Linked DNA regions of Mus musculus: all the other regions are linked to region 1. Evidence: chromatin contacts called from public HiChIP or PLAC-seq data. All regions are on one chromosome and are shown on one strand. The core of a region is the stretch at or near the end of the contact, and the rest is flanking DNA. Distances in the headings are between cores, read along the strand shown.

Evidence for each region. HiChIP or PLAC-seq counts read pairs in DNA pulled down with a chosen protein or histone mark.
Region 2: an H3K4me3 HiChIP or PLAC-seq map of bone marrow-derived macrophages shows a contact between it and region 1, with 4 times the contacts expected there. The contact joins the enhancer-like site here to the promoter of Tnfsf8 in region 1. A contact is called at or near these places in 2 of 39 promoter capture datasets (liver and stem cell-derived epiblast-like cells), 2 of 115 datasets of contacts at active chromatin or transcription factors (bone marrow-derived macrophages and thymic regulatory T cells) and 2 of 9 other capture datasets (adipose tissue and liver).
Region 3: a BATF HiChIP or PLAC-seq map of CD8 T cells shows a contact between it and region 1, with 14 read pairs. The contact joins the enhancer-like site here to the promoter of Tnfsf8 in region 1. A contact is called at or near these places in 1 of 39 promoter capture datasets (hippocampal neurons), 1 of 15 datasets of contacts at CTCF or cohesin (CD8 T cells), 3 of 115 datasets of contacts at active chromatin or transcription factors (CD8 T cells, T-cell acute lymphoblastic leukemia and Th17 cells) and 2 of 9 other capture datasets (adipose tissue and liver).
Region 4: a contact with region 1 is called in a BATF HiChIP or PLAC-seq map of CD8 T cells, with 8 read pairs. The contact joins the enhancer-like site here to the promoter of Tnfsf8 in region 1. A contact is called at or near these places in 5 of 39 promoter capture datasets (the 3T3-L1 cell line, cranial neural crest, liver and 1 more), 1 of 15 datasets of contacts at CTCF or cohesin (CD8 T cells), 6 of 484 Hi-C or Micro-C datasets (B cells, bladder smooth muscle, bone marrow-derived macrophages and 3 more), 9 of 115 datasets of contacts at active chromatin or transcription factors (CD8 T cells, T-cell acute lymphoblastic leukemia, bone marrow-derived macrophages and 5 more) and 4 of 9 other capture datasets (adipose tissue, liver, macrophages and 1 more).

What each region holds. Positions count from the first base shown.
Region 1 is chr4:63,859,853-63,862,552 of GRCm38.p6, reverse strand. It overlaps Tnfsf8 (tumor necrosis factor (ligand) superfamily, member 8), which reads left to right and starts at 1,269. Exons shown (of 4, transcript NM_009403.3): 1 at 1,269-1,703. The coding sequence starts at 1,494.
Region 2 is chr4:63,716,839-63,719,538 of GRCm38.p6, reverse strand. All of the region lies in intron 1 of Gm42294 (a long non-coding RNA gene), which reads right to left. Among named protein-coding and RNA genes, the nearest start is that of Gm42294, 22 kb to the right of the region's middle. Within about 2 kb of position 1,443, at least 26 of the 459 cell types and tissues checked have an H3K27ac peak or open chromatin away from gene starts, as enhancers often do. A contact at or near this core is called in adipose tissue and bone marrow-derived macrophages, where this site is marked.
Region 3 is chr4:63,638,301-63,641,280 of GRCm38.p6, reverse strand. Gm11482 (predicted gene 11482) reads right to left here. Exons shown (of 4, transcript NR_151544.1): 4 at 1,803-2,243. Among named protein-coding and RNA genes, the nearest start is that of Gm11482, 5.4 kb to the right of the region's middle. Within about 2 kb of position 1,255, at least 16 of the 459 cell types and tissues checked have an H3K27ac peak or open chromatin away from gene starts, as enhancers often do. A contact at or near this core is called in CD8 T cells, where this site is marked.
Region 4 is chr4:63,684,909-63,687,889 of GRCm38.p6, reverse strand. No RefSeq gene overlaps it. Among named protein-coding and RNA genes, the nearest start is that of Gm42294, 10 kb to the left of the region's middle. Within about 2 kb of position 1,534, at least 15 of the 459 cell types and tissues checked have an H3K27ac peak or open chromatin away from gene starts, as enhancers often do. A contact at or near this core is called in CD8 T cells, where this site is marked.

The DNA of each region.
Region 1 (2,700 bases), core at 20-2,519:
TAGTGTATAGTCAAAAGAGAAGGTGCTGTCTACCTCAAGGGAAATAGCAAGTGAGGTTTCAGAAGGCCACATCTGGAGGCAGCTCTGAAGCTTTTAGAGAATATTCTGAAAGAAAGGTCATTCATAGCAACAGATACGATCCAGCTCTGTGTCCCAGAAATCTATTTATTATATGAAATTCCAGACATGGCCCAGAGGGCAACTTGGGCTGTTTAACAGGAATTGTTCAACAACAGCTGCCAAGTCCATTCCCATTCAGGAAGCCCTCTTACATCATCCTGTTTGATCTTCCCCATGACTGCAAAGCAGACTGGGGTGAAAGCAGGGGCTGCGTTGACTTATTCAAGGAGCAATGCTGAGAAGAGGAAAGGCTAAGATGCAACCTGAGGTTTTCAGCCTGTAAGGAAAGGGTCCGGCAGGCTTTTGGAGCCAGGCTGGTTTGCATATACCACCAAGTTTTACCATTAGATTAACACTGGTAGATTTGATTAAGAATGCTTTTATGCTGGGTCTCAGTTCTCTATGCTGTGAAGAAGAAATACTACTTGCCTCTGAGGCTGGTGACGAGTGTGAAGTCAGCCTCTAAGCCAAGTTCCCAAGACTGTACCTGAGCCAGAATGTTCAATTCTAGTAACCTCTGTCCACAAACTCATCACAAACACCTGGAACACTATTTGCACCCCCATACAACCCACAGACACTTCACACACTCGTTCCACAGCACTGAGCCTCCCCTTCCTGACCCCCTCACTAATTTCTTCCCCTAGTATGAACTTTAGGGCAAGCCAGTTTCATCGGCAAATTTAACAGCCCTGGAGAGCACCCTGCAAGAGATAGAGGAGCTTTGGTTCAACAGCAAATTATTTCCAAATTCCTCTTCTCTCACCATGTCTTTGAAACTATCCTCAAATATCCTACTGCCACAACCTTGTCTCCAGGTAGGTAAATGCCCAAACAGTGGGCTCTTCTTTCCCAGAAATGGGTATGTTTCCAGTTTAGAGCATGCTGTAATTGTTGGACAACCCCAACAGTCATTGTGCTGCTGACAAAGGACTGCCATCTCCAGGGACCCAGCAAAGAGACTAATCTGGAAGCTTCCTGGGCCACCAGCATGGATCATGCAGTGTGCAGGGTCCCCGCGGCAAGGCGTTCTGTGGCTGAGCCTAAAGGAAACAGAAGTGGTTGGTGTACACTCACGCGGAACTGTCTCCTTCCTACCACCCGCTGACATCAACCATCGTCTATCTCGCTACAATTTCTCTGCACTCAGATTAATCCCAGGCGATGAAAAATGAACCTCTCCCCCACCCTTGCAGCCACCCTTCGCCTCACGCCCCCAGAGAAGAGTTTCTCCATCCGGCAACTGGTGAAGGCTTTTTTCCAAGTCACATGATCCAGGATGCAGGGGAAAATCCTTCTTGGAACAGAGCTGGGTACAGAACCGAATCAGATGAGGAGAGATAAGGTGTGATGTGGGACAGACTATATAAAGCATGGAGCCAGGGCTGCAACAAGCAGGCAGCTGTGGGGCTCCTTCCCCTGACCCAGCCATGCAGGTGCAGCCCGGCTCGGTAGCCAGCCCCTGGAGAAGCACGAGGCCCTGGAGAAGCACAAGTCGCAGCTACTTCTACCTCAGCACCACCGCACTGGTGTGCCTTGTTGTGGCAGTGGCGATCATTCTGGTACTGGTAGTCCAGAAAAAGGTGAGTAAACATCTTTTTTCTGCTTTTCTTTCCTCATTTATAATGTGTGTCCTCTAGAGGAACAGCTCTGGGAAGCTAATGAATAGTTTAACTAGGAGCAAAAAAAAAAAAAAAAAAAAAAAAAAATTTAAAAAGTGAAAATAAGTAAAACTATGCATATATAGAGAGAGATTATATCAGAGAAAAGGGGAAAAACTAGAAATGAACTTTCTGCACTCAGTGGGAATTTTTTAAAAGAAATAGAACTGGACATGAGCTCAAAAATTTCCAGATGTACTGGAGCCAACAGAAGAGCTGCTGACCTTGAGAAGTTAAGATTGAAGCCCAGATGGGTCACAGCCTCACAGTATGGAGGGAGGAAGCATAGGGAGCCCTGATGGCGAGTGCGCATGTGGGTATCACCTCTGTAAGGCGCTCATCCTAATTCTAAGGTTATGTCCTCAATCCGTGCTCCCAGGACTTCTGAGGCCTCTCTTTTGCCGAGAGTCTGTTGTTGCTATTGTTTGTTTGTTTGTTGTGGTTGTTTTCTTGCTTGCTTGCTTGTTTTTAGTGAGGAGCTACTTTTTAAAGACTGTGATATTTGAGAGAGAGAGAGAGAGAGAGAGAGAGAGAGAGAGAGGGAGAGAGAGAGGGAGAGGGAGAGAGAGAGAGAGAGAGAGAGAGAGAGAGAGAGAGAGAGAGAGAGAGGCCAAGTCTTCCCAGAGCTCTGCTATTTCAATGTTAAAACCCACAAAAGAAATCGAAAGCTTCCTCACAAGCCACTGGCTTTGAAGAGTTCAGGGTGTTGAAAAGTAGCAGTGTTTTTGTCACCTGTACCCTCTGAGATGCACACATAATGTGCAGGGCCACACCATCTTGGGAAATTTCGTTTGTTTGAAATGGGGGTAGGGGGAGAAAGTCAAACCGTAGCTTAGAAAAGTATCCTTGAGAGAGAACTCTTACACACTGTCTGGAAAGGACTGCGTGGTCAGCTCACATGACTCACAGGCTTGGGGTG
Region 2 (2,700 bases), core at 194-2,693, 140 kb after region 1:
TGAGGAACAGAGCCAATAAGCAGCACCCTCCCTGGCCTCTGCATCAGCTCCATGTTGCTACCCTGCTTGAGTTCCTGTCCTGACTTCCTTCAATAATAAACAATGATGGGGAAGTAGAAGCCAAATAAATCATCTCCTCCCCAAGTTGCTTTTGGTCACAGTGTTTCATCACAGCATTAATAAGCCTAATGCTGTTACTATTCTAGTGCTGTGAAGAGAGACCATACCTAAGATGACTCCTATTTTTTTAAAGAAATTAAAAATCATTGCAGAGGATTAGTCCATTATCATCTTGACATAAAGGAGATAAGTGTGGTAATGGAGCAGTAGCTGAGAGGGTTAGATCCTGATCTGAAGTCAGCAGAAAGAGAAAGAGAGAGACAGAGACAGACAGAGACAGAGAGACAGAGAGAGACAGAGAGAGACAGAGAGAGACAGAGAGAGACAGAGAGAGACAGAGAGAGAGACAGAGAGAGACAGAGAGAGACAGAGAGACAGAGAGACTGGGCCTTGTGAGGGCTTTTGAATTCTCAAATCCTACCCTGAACAACATATCTCCAACAAAGACGCACCTCCTAATCCTTCCCATACAGTTCATCAACTGAGTACCAAGCATTCAAATATATGAGCCTGTGTGGGCCATTCTCATTCAAACCACCACAATCTCTTAGGTGGAACACAGAGAAAATATTTTTTTTAACTCCCAGCTAATTCGTTCTAGTTGAATTTTCCATGCACCGATACCTGAGGCTATGGAGCAAGGCTATGGAAGTAGATAGATGTATGATCTCTCCTCTGCCGTGTTCCAGCTCTGAGACTCAGATAGCTGAACCAGTCTGTCTGCACTTTACCTCCTCCATCTACAAAGCAGTAAGATTAGGGTGATACCCTTGAGAGGCAAAAGGAAACAGTACACATGACAGCAACTGATGATGGTTCTGTCGAGATCCTTGGTCCCTGCTCAGTAAGAACCAGCTGTCACACTTTCTGAACATGACCCTGATGGTCTGTGGTCTCCTTCTCTTTTCTTCTGCACATACTAAATTACAAACAGTATGAAGCCATAAGGCCACAGTGGCATGTCAGGCTCTGCCAAGTGCCATGTGTGAGACGGATAAGGCTAACAGACTCGCCAAATATTTGCACTATTGAGTTGAAATAGAGAGTACAATAAGGGAATTACTAAATAATTGCCAAGTGATTGTGATAAAGGTTATAAAGGAAACAAGAAAGGCTTTGGGGATTTAAAAACAAAGACAGGGCCTTTATCACAAGCGACTCAGAGTTTGTATCCCAGACACTTATTGCACACTTCAAAGTTTAGGTAACATTGGGTTTGTGACCTCACAATACGATCATCGGCTAATAACAAGTGTGACTCACTCTAATTCCAGACCTTTGGGGGTCAAAGACCAAGGAGGCCAAAACACTGGCCGGCTGCCAGCTGTCTCTGGGCCAAAGCAAGTAAGCTGCACCCTGGGCTTGGCCCGCATGCTCCATTCCATGCACTTAGACAGTAAGTGTTTCTCTTACAGCTGCTGCAAGAAGGTCCAAAATCCCTTCTCACACAGTTATTCAAAAGCATGCCCATCTAAGCTTTACTTGCCATGCTCCAAGGATCTCTCTTAGTCTTTACCTTTGCATAAGAAAATGTAGTCTAAAATCACAAGGGAAATAGTAAGCTATGTTCCTCTTCCCAAGAGTTTTAGGGGTGGCGGTGGTTAGGAGATGGGCCCTAGATGACAGTGTCTGTTTAATAGAACGTAAAGAGAGGTTCAAAGAGGAAGAAGCTAAAGGAGTCATAGAATACAGGGGCTAAGCATGTCTGAATAGGCATACTATGTACCTAACCCTTAGATGTTTCCCCAAGGGGAGTATGGTCCCTGAACTAAAAGGTCAGAGAAACCCCACTGTGGAGACCTCACGCTAAGACTAAATCCCTAGAAGTACCTATGGCTCTGATGCAGACAGGCAGAGGGGAGTGGAGTCCAAGGCCTTTGGGACTTGCCATTCTCTCAGGGCAATCACACCTAGTCCAGCTATTCAGGGATGCAATGTATTTTGGAGACATCTATAATTCCAATCAAGTGTCCCAAGACAGACTAAGGTCTCAGACAGGTCACATTTATCCCCACACTTAATAACTCAGTAAGACTGACTTCTGAGGCTCATAGTGTTCTTATATTAGTCAGTTCTCTCTTACTGTGGCAATACACCTAAAGGAAACCCACTTCAAGGAAAAGAGTGATTAGGGCTCATAGTGTGTCATAGTGTGTTCACAACCCTCCATAATTCCAGTTCCAGGGGATCTGAAGCCCTCTTCTGGCCTCCATCGGCACCAGTCACACCTGTGGTATACAAATGTGCATGCAGGCAAAATACCCATGCACATAAAATAGAAAATAAAATATTATTCAAAGGTGGGGGAGGGACAGGGATAGATGCTGATTTCATCAAACAGATACTCCAAGAATTCTGTGGCTTTGTTAAATGAGAGATGAAACTCAGGACTGATAAGGTGGCTTTGTGATTAAGCACTGACTTCACAGGCCTAAATCTCTGAATTTGGTCCCCAATACTCACGAAAAGGTGTAAAAAGGTAACCCCAAAAAAACTAAGTCAAAAAAGTTGAATGAGGACAAAGGCACAGTCATAAAAGAAGATATAAATTTATTTATATGATAGCATGTCAACTCTATC
Region 3 (2,980 bases), core at 6-2,505, 220 kb after region 1:
CTATAGAACGTCTTTTTTTCTCTCTTCTGAAAGTGGATGTAAAAAGAGTTCTGAGCTAGTGCATCTGGGCACTGGCAAGCTTCCACTTAAAGAGACATGAGCTGTGTGTGGTGGTGGGGGTCATCACACTCTGTGTGCAGGAATGAGGGGTTATGCTCCTGGAGGCCCTCTGAGACCCCTGTGGGGTGGTCTCTTCCGACTTCTGGGCTTTGACACTCCCCAAAAACCTCATCGTAGAGGAAGGGAGTCAAATCAATGTTCCCTTCCAGTACCCATGCTCTGACATACTGGGATTGGACAATAATCTAAAAGAATCAGAAAGACCCACCTCAGGCCTCCAGAGTTCAGCCCTTGGAAATGGGTATGTTTTGGTGCCCTTCCCTGTAGCCCTGCAAATGACAAGGAACTGGATTAAGGTCTACTTGCATTTAAGCAAAGAATACTAGAAAAGCATGTGTTTGGTGTTTAAGAATCTGGACACTTGCCAGATTCACTCCTATTTCTGCCACAGAAAGAAAAAGTCCCAAGGGGCTGTGAGTGCTAACATCACCAAAACAGACACAGACTGTTTGTACGTCTTAGAAGAAATCTGGGTTGCCCTTAGCACTCACTCTTGCACTGATACACAACAGTGTGGTTCATTATCAATTTTCTCATGAAGAGTGTTAGCCTTTCATTTCCACAAGCAGCCATCATTCCAAGGTTTGACTTCTCTCAGTGCAGCCATCTTGTGATGTCTGTAGATGTTAGAGTGCTGTTGGGGGTGTGGGGGGCATTTGAAACAACTAACATTAAAGGATTTTCAATACATATAGCAGAACACTGAGTTCTTACATGTACTAACAGAAAGAAACATTATCTTCTTTAAGATATATATTATCAGGGTTGAAGCTAGATCAATGCATGAGTGAGGCTCTAGATCCAATCCTTACTACTGCAGAGAGTGGGAGGAGGCTCAAAAATCCATGCAGTCCCCAAAATATTAACTCATTTTTCATCTTTCCCTCTTACTATCAGGTTCTAGAGGACTTATGAGCTGCCTAGAAGAATCCCATATCGCTGATACTGTAATCATTTGTTTATATTACATAACAGAGGCATGCCTTTCATACATGTCTTTGGCAGCCTAGGCAGGCAACAGCATGACTGTTTACATGCTATGAACACAAAGCCTCTGAAGGGTTCTCATCTCTAAAGTACATTCTTGCCAGTCACAGGGTAAGGTGTGTGAAAGTTTTCACAATGACTCAGAAGTGAAGGCTCTTGGGAAAGAAGCAGGTCATAACCCACAGAACCCACAGCCCGGGGCTACAGCACAGCTCTAAGCTCTCTCTTGGGTGCCAAAGACAACCTCCAATCCAAGATGGGCCCAGATAAGGAGCCCTAGACACACCAGAGACCAGAAACTGCCTCTTTACCCCTTCTATTGGACACAAGGAGCAGAATTTTATCTTTCAGCTGTCTTTCTGTCTATCCCTCCATTCACTCATCCACATATAATAAATTGGACCCATTTGGATCTCCATTCCCATCCCATCATTTACCCAAGCTTTTGCCATGTAACAGGGAAGTCTCCCTAGCCTGGTCTGTCTTGGAACCTGGCCACATGACTTCGACCAATAAGATACTAGGCAACATGACATAAAGAAGTCGAGAAAAGTTAGTTGTATTGTGGGTCTCCCCACTTTGTGGACTGTCAGTAGATACAGTCCACAAGAGCAGTGGAAGTAGAGACATCACTCAGGGAGTTCCAGAAGCCCTGTCAGTACATATGGTGCATAAACTACACGGAGACCCACAGTCAATAGGCAGATCAACTTTACTTAATGTGATTGAAGGCTTATAAAGTTTTGGGGGAATAAGGGTAAGGACATCAAGGGTGAGCAAAGGTCATTGGCTCGGGGCTGAGGGTACCTAGAATGCCTCATTAGCTTTGGGAAGCATTTCAGGTACCTTAGGCGATTGCTGAATGGGTTTTATCAGGAGAAAGGGAATTGATCCTATAAACTAAGTGAGACTACATGGCATCCTTAGGGAGAAGAGTTCATGTGGGGGCTTAGAATTTCCCACGCAAGGTCAGAGAAGGAGAAAACCCATTAACAAAGGGAGTTTCCCATAAGTGCGCCAAGCCCAGAAGGTATCCGGTCACATGGACTTCGACTGTAATTAACAGAGTTTTCCCACGTTGTATGTTTCCACTTTCCACTTGTGGCCTCTTATATCATCTTATAGCATGGGCTATCCTATAGAGAAACAAGGGACAGATGAGGCACAGGAGGCCACCTTTGGTGACCTATATATACACAGCAATTTTGCATCATCCAGCAGAGAGCCAAATTCTTACACATGCCATCAAGCCCAGCTAACCACCTCAAGCACAGATACAGTGGGAAGCAAGCATGCCCATAAGACAATGGACTTTTACAGTTACATGTCATTACTGAGGCAATGAATCACCTCCACATCCCAGCCAGAAGGCAACAAGAACAAAAGATTATTTGCAGAATCTACCCAGGACACTGTTTCTAATTTGTGGTTAGCTAGAGTTCAGTCTCGTGGCTGCTTTTGCTGGAAAAAAAAAAAAAAGACTGAGTTCAATTCTTTGTTCCAGATAGCTGTATGTTTTCTAACTAAAACCTAGAGGTTCTTTTTCTGTAGGAGAAATGGAAGTAGAAGCTGGGAAGGGACAGAAATAGAAGTTTCTGCCACGTGTGCTGGGAAACTTTGAGCAAATTTGGAAAATTTGAGCAAATTCCCTTCTTGTGGCCTCAGTGTCCCTACAAGTACAAGACGGCCAAAGAAGAGAACCATCTACATGGTCTCACAAGGCCCTTCTAGAAGTCAGAGTGAAGGGTTTGAAGGAGTTGAGCATTCGCTAAATACCATCAGAACAAATACCTATTTATACATCCAGGTGACAGCCCCCTTCATCTGAAGGCAAATGTGTAGGCTTCCACAGCATCTTATAAAGGCTTTGAGG
Region 4 (2,981 bases), core at 285-2,784, 170 kb after region 1:
GGGAACTGCTCGGTTGCAGACACTTTCCTAGCAGGAGTGACAACCTAGCCTCAGTCCCCAGCACCAACAAAATGAAACAAGAAATTAATATTCCTTCGGCTGTGTTCCTTCCAAAGTACTATATTTAAGAGGATTAAAAAGAGAAGCCAGCGGTGCTGCTCCTCTCTTAGAAAATGCCCTTTAATGACTCAGGGCAACTCCTAGCTCCAGCTGGAAGTCCTCACACTCAACCCTGGAAGTCAGCGAGGTTTAACTGAGCAAACCTTACACTCTCTCGCAGCCTGCATTCCTTCGCTGTAAAGTCGATCCACAGGGAGATTTGAATCAAGCTACGTGTCCAGCCGGACCCCTCCACACAGAAGGCCTCACTCAGTCTTAGCTTCCATGGGGTGGACAGTGTCAAAATCCCAATTACTGAGAAGTTGTGTAAGTGGTGATTTTTTTCCAGAAAAGCCCCCACAGCGTGGCTGGGCACTATTTATGGCTACACCATTTCAAATTTTCTCCTCTGGCTCCTCTGGAGATTCTGAGAGTTTCCTGATATCCTCTAAAAATTCCCATTTGCTACTTAGGTAAGTTAGAGTGGATTCCACTGTCTGCAACGTGGGGCCATTGCTGTCCTTCCTGAGGTCACATTTCACAGACCCTTCACTAAAAAAAAGGAAAGCTTTATGGGAAAGGAGATTGTATGGAGCTACACAGTGAGGCTCCCCCTGAACTCTAATAGGATTTCATGTTCTGCCCTCCTCAGTATATGTGTCAAGGATCTTCTATGGTCAACAGAAGCTCTTTACAAACAATGGCTACCTGATGCAGTCCATGGGAAAAAGGCCCAGCAGGATCCTAGGCAGGTCCTCTCAATTCCCCAAGGTGCTTCAAGGGCGAAATGAAGATATGGCTGCTCCAAGGTATGGTTGAGGAGAAGGTATTTATCGTAGATGTGAGGAAGAGTACAGCCAGAGGCACCTGCAAGAGTCCAGAGCACGGAGAGAAAGCAGTAGACAGAAAACATGGCCAGCAGATTGGACCAGGCCATGGGGTCTAGGAGGGGAGGGCAGAGAACAAGAAAAGAAGACCAAGGACAACAGAACCAATGGAACCTGTGGCTGAAATGCCAGGGTTATATAAGGGAGAAAGCTTGAGAAGGGAAGGGGAGTCTATGGGTTGGAGAGGTTCAGGGTACTAAACAGAGCAAGGAGAGCTAAGAGAAGCCACAGGTAATGGGTGATCCTGGGGGCCAGCATCTGCTTTGTGGTATGCTAACAGGCACCATGGCTAGCCAATTGACCTGAGTTGCTTTGGAACCCGACAATTCCCTGGCCTGGGAAATGGAAGGCTAATACACAACCTAGAAGATGATGTGAGGTTTAACAACAACAACAACAATATTGTGCAGAACTCTGGCCAGCTACAAATCTAAAAACCCACATGGGATCTAGCTCCACCAGGGACTAGATCATGGATTCCTCCCCCAGGGCAGTAAGTGATCTGGCTTCTCAGAGTAGGGCCCAGCCAAAATAGGAGGAATATCACCCTCTGCTGGACAAGCTCTCTAACAACTTCATTGACCTGAGACACAGAAACAGTCTAAAAGAGAGGTCCATGACCAAGGTCACACCAAGAACAAATGTTAGAGCCAGGGCCAGATCTCAGTCTCATGAACCCCTCCACATAGAACACCAAACCTTCCCCTCACTGTGGGGTCCTGCTCACATGCTCCTGACTCCTTGATACAGCTCAAGGACACTATCAGCCATAGCACTGGAGCTAAATTCCAGCCAAAACCGGGTAATTCCCCACCCAGTTGTAACTGGCAAAAAAGTAACCCTTCTTCTCAGCAGAATGTACTGTGTTAGTGTTGTGGTTTTCATACTAACAAACTGCTATAACTATGGCAACTTCTTGGAAACATGGATGCAGTCCCAAGCATAACTGGAGAGTTCTCAGAGAAAGGAATAACAGAGTGCCCAACTTCCCCAGGAACTAGAGAAAGATCCTTGAATTCACACATCGATCTCTGCCCTTGAAGATAAGTCCAAAGGGTTTCAAAGCAAATCCCCTTCATGCACAAGTGAACTACATCAATTGGAACAAAGTTTACTTAAGACATCTGACAGTCCCATTTTGCCATATTAATTAAAGTCAGAGAGATGGGAAATGTGGTGGGTCTTTACAATAGGGACAGAGTGCTCCTTTTGATTTTTTTTTTAATATCTGGTCTCTTCAAACGGAAATCATAGGAAAGAATACATCCCACATGGCAGACGGTAAGCTCTGTCCTCAGGAAAAAACATGGGGTGAGGGGGATGTAAAGTCATCTGTGTGTTTGTTCAACCTGAGTTAATATATTACAATGTTCACAGACACTGAGACATCAGGGCCACAAATATATACAAATCTGTTTTCCATAGCAACAAAGAGAGGGAGGAAGGGAAAAAAGAAGGGAGGATCTTGAGTTGGTCACCAGACGTAGCTTTCTAGATAATGGGGCATCTAGTAGACTCGGTCAGCTTTGCAGGGTTATTGTAAGAGTCTAATTGACTCCATGAGAACACCATGTTCGTGTCATTTACTCCCCTCCCCTCTGTGATGGGTCACAGAATCATTCATCCTCGACAGGAGCCTGGATGTTGGCCTGCTTCAATGATCTACTCTGTTAGCAGGCACTCAACAACACCAGTAGCTAATACTGAGTATTTACAGTAGTGCTCTTTGAAGAGGTTTGCACGGGTTAACGGTCATAAGAACCCTGTGAGGAAGGCTCTCCTCACTGTCCCCAGTTTGCAAGTGAAATAACTTGAGGCTGAGGAACTTAAGTAATCCATTCAAGGTCACACTCATGAATATTTGAACTCAAGCCCACTCAACTGCACATACCCCATTCTTTTTTTCTGTTTATGAGATTATATTATAACTAAAACATTTCTCTCTTCCCTTTCCTCCTTCCAACCCTCCCACATGCCCCTCCCTTCTCTCTTTCA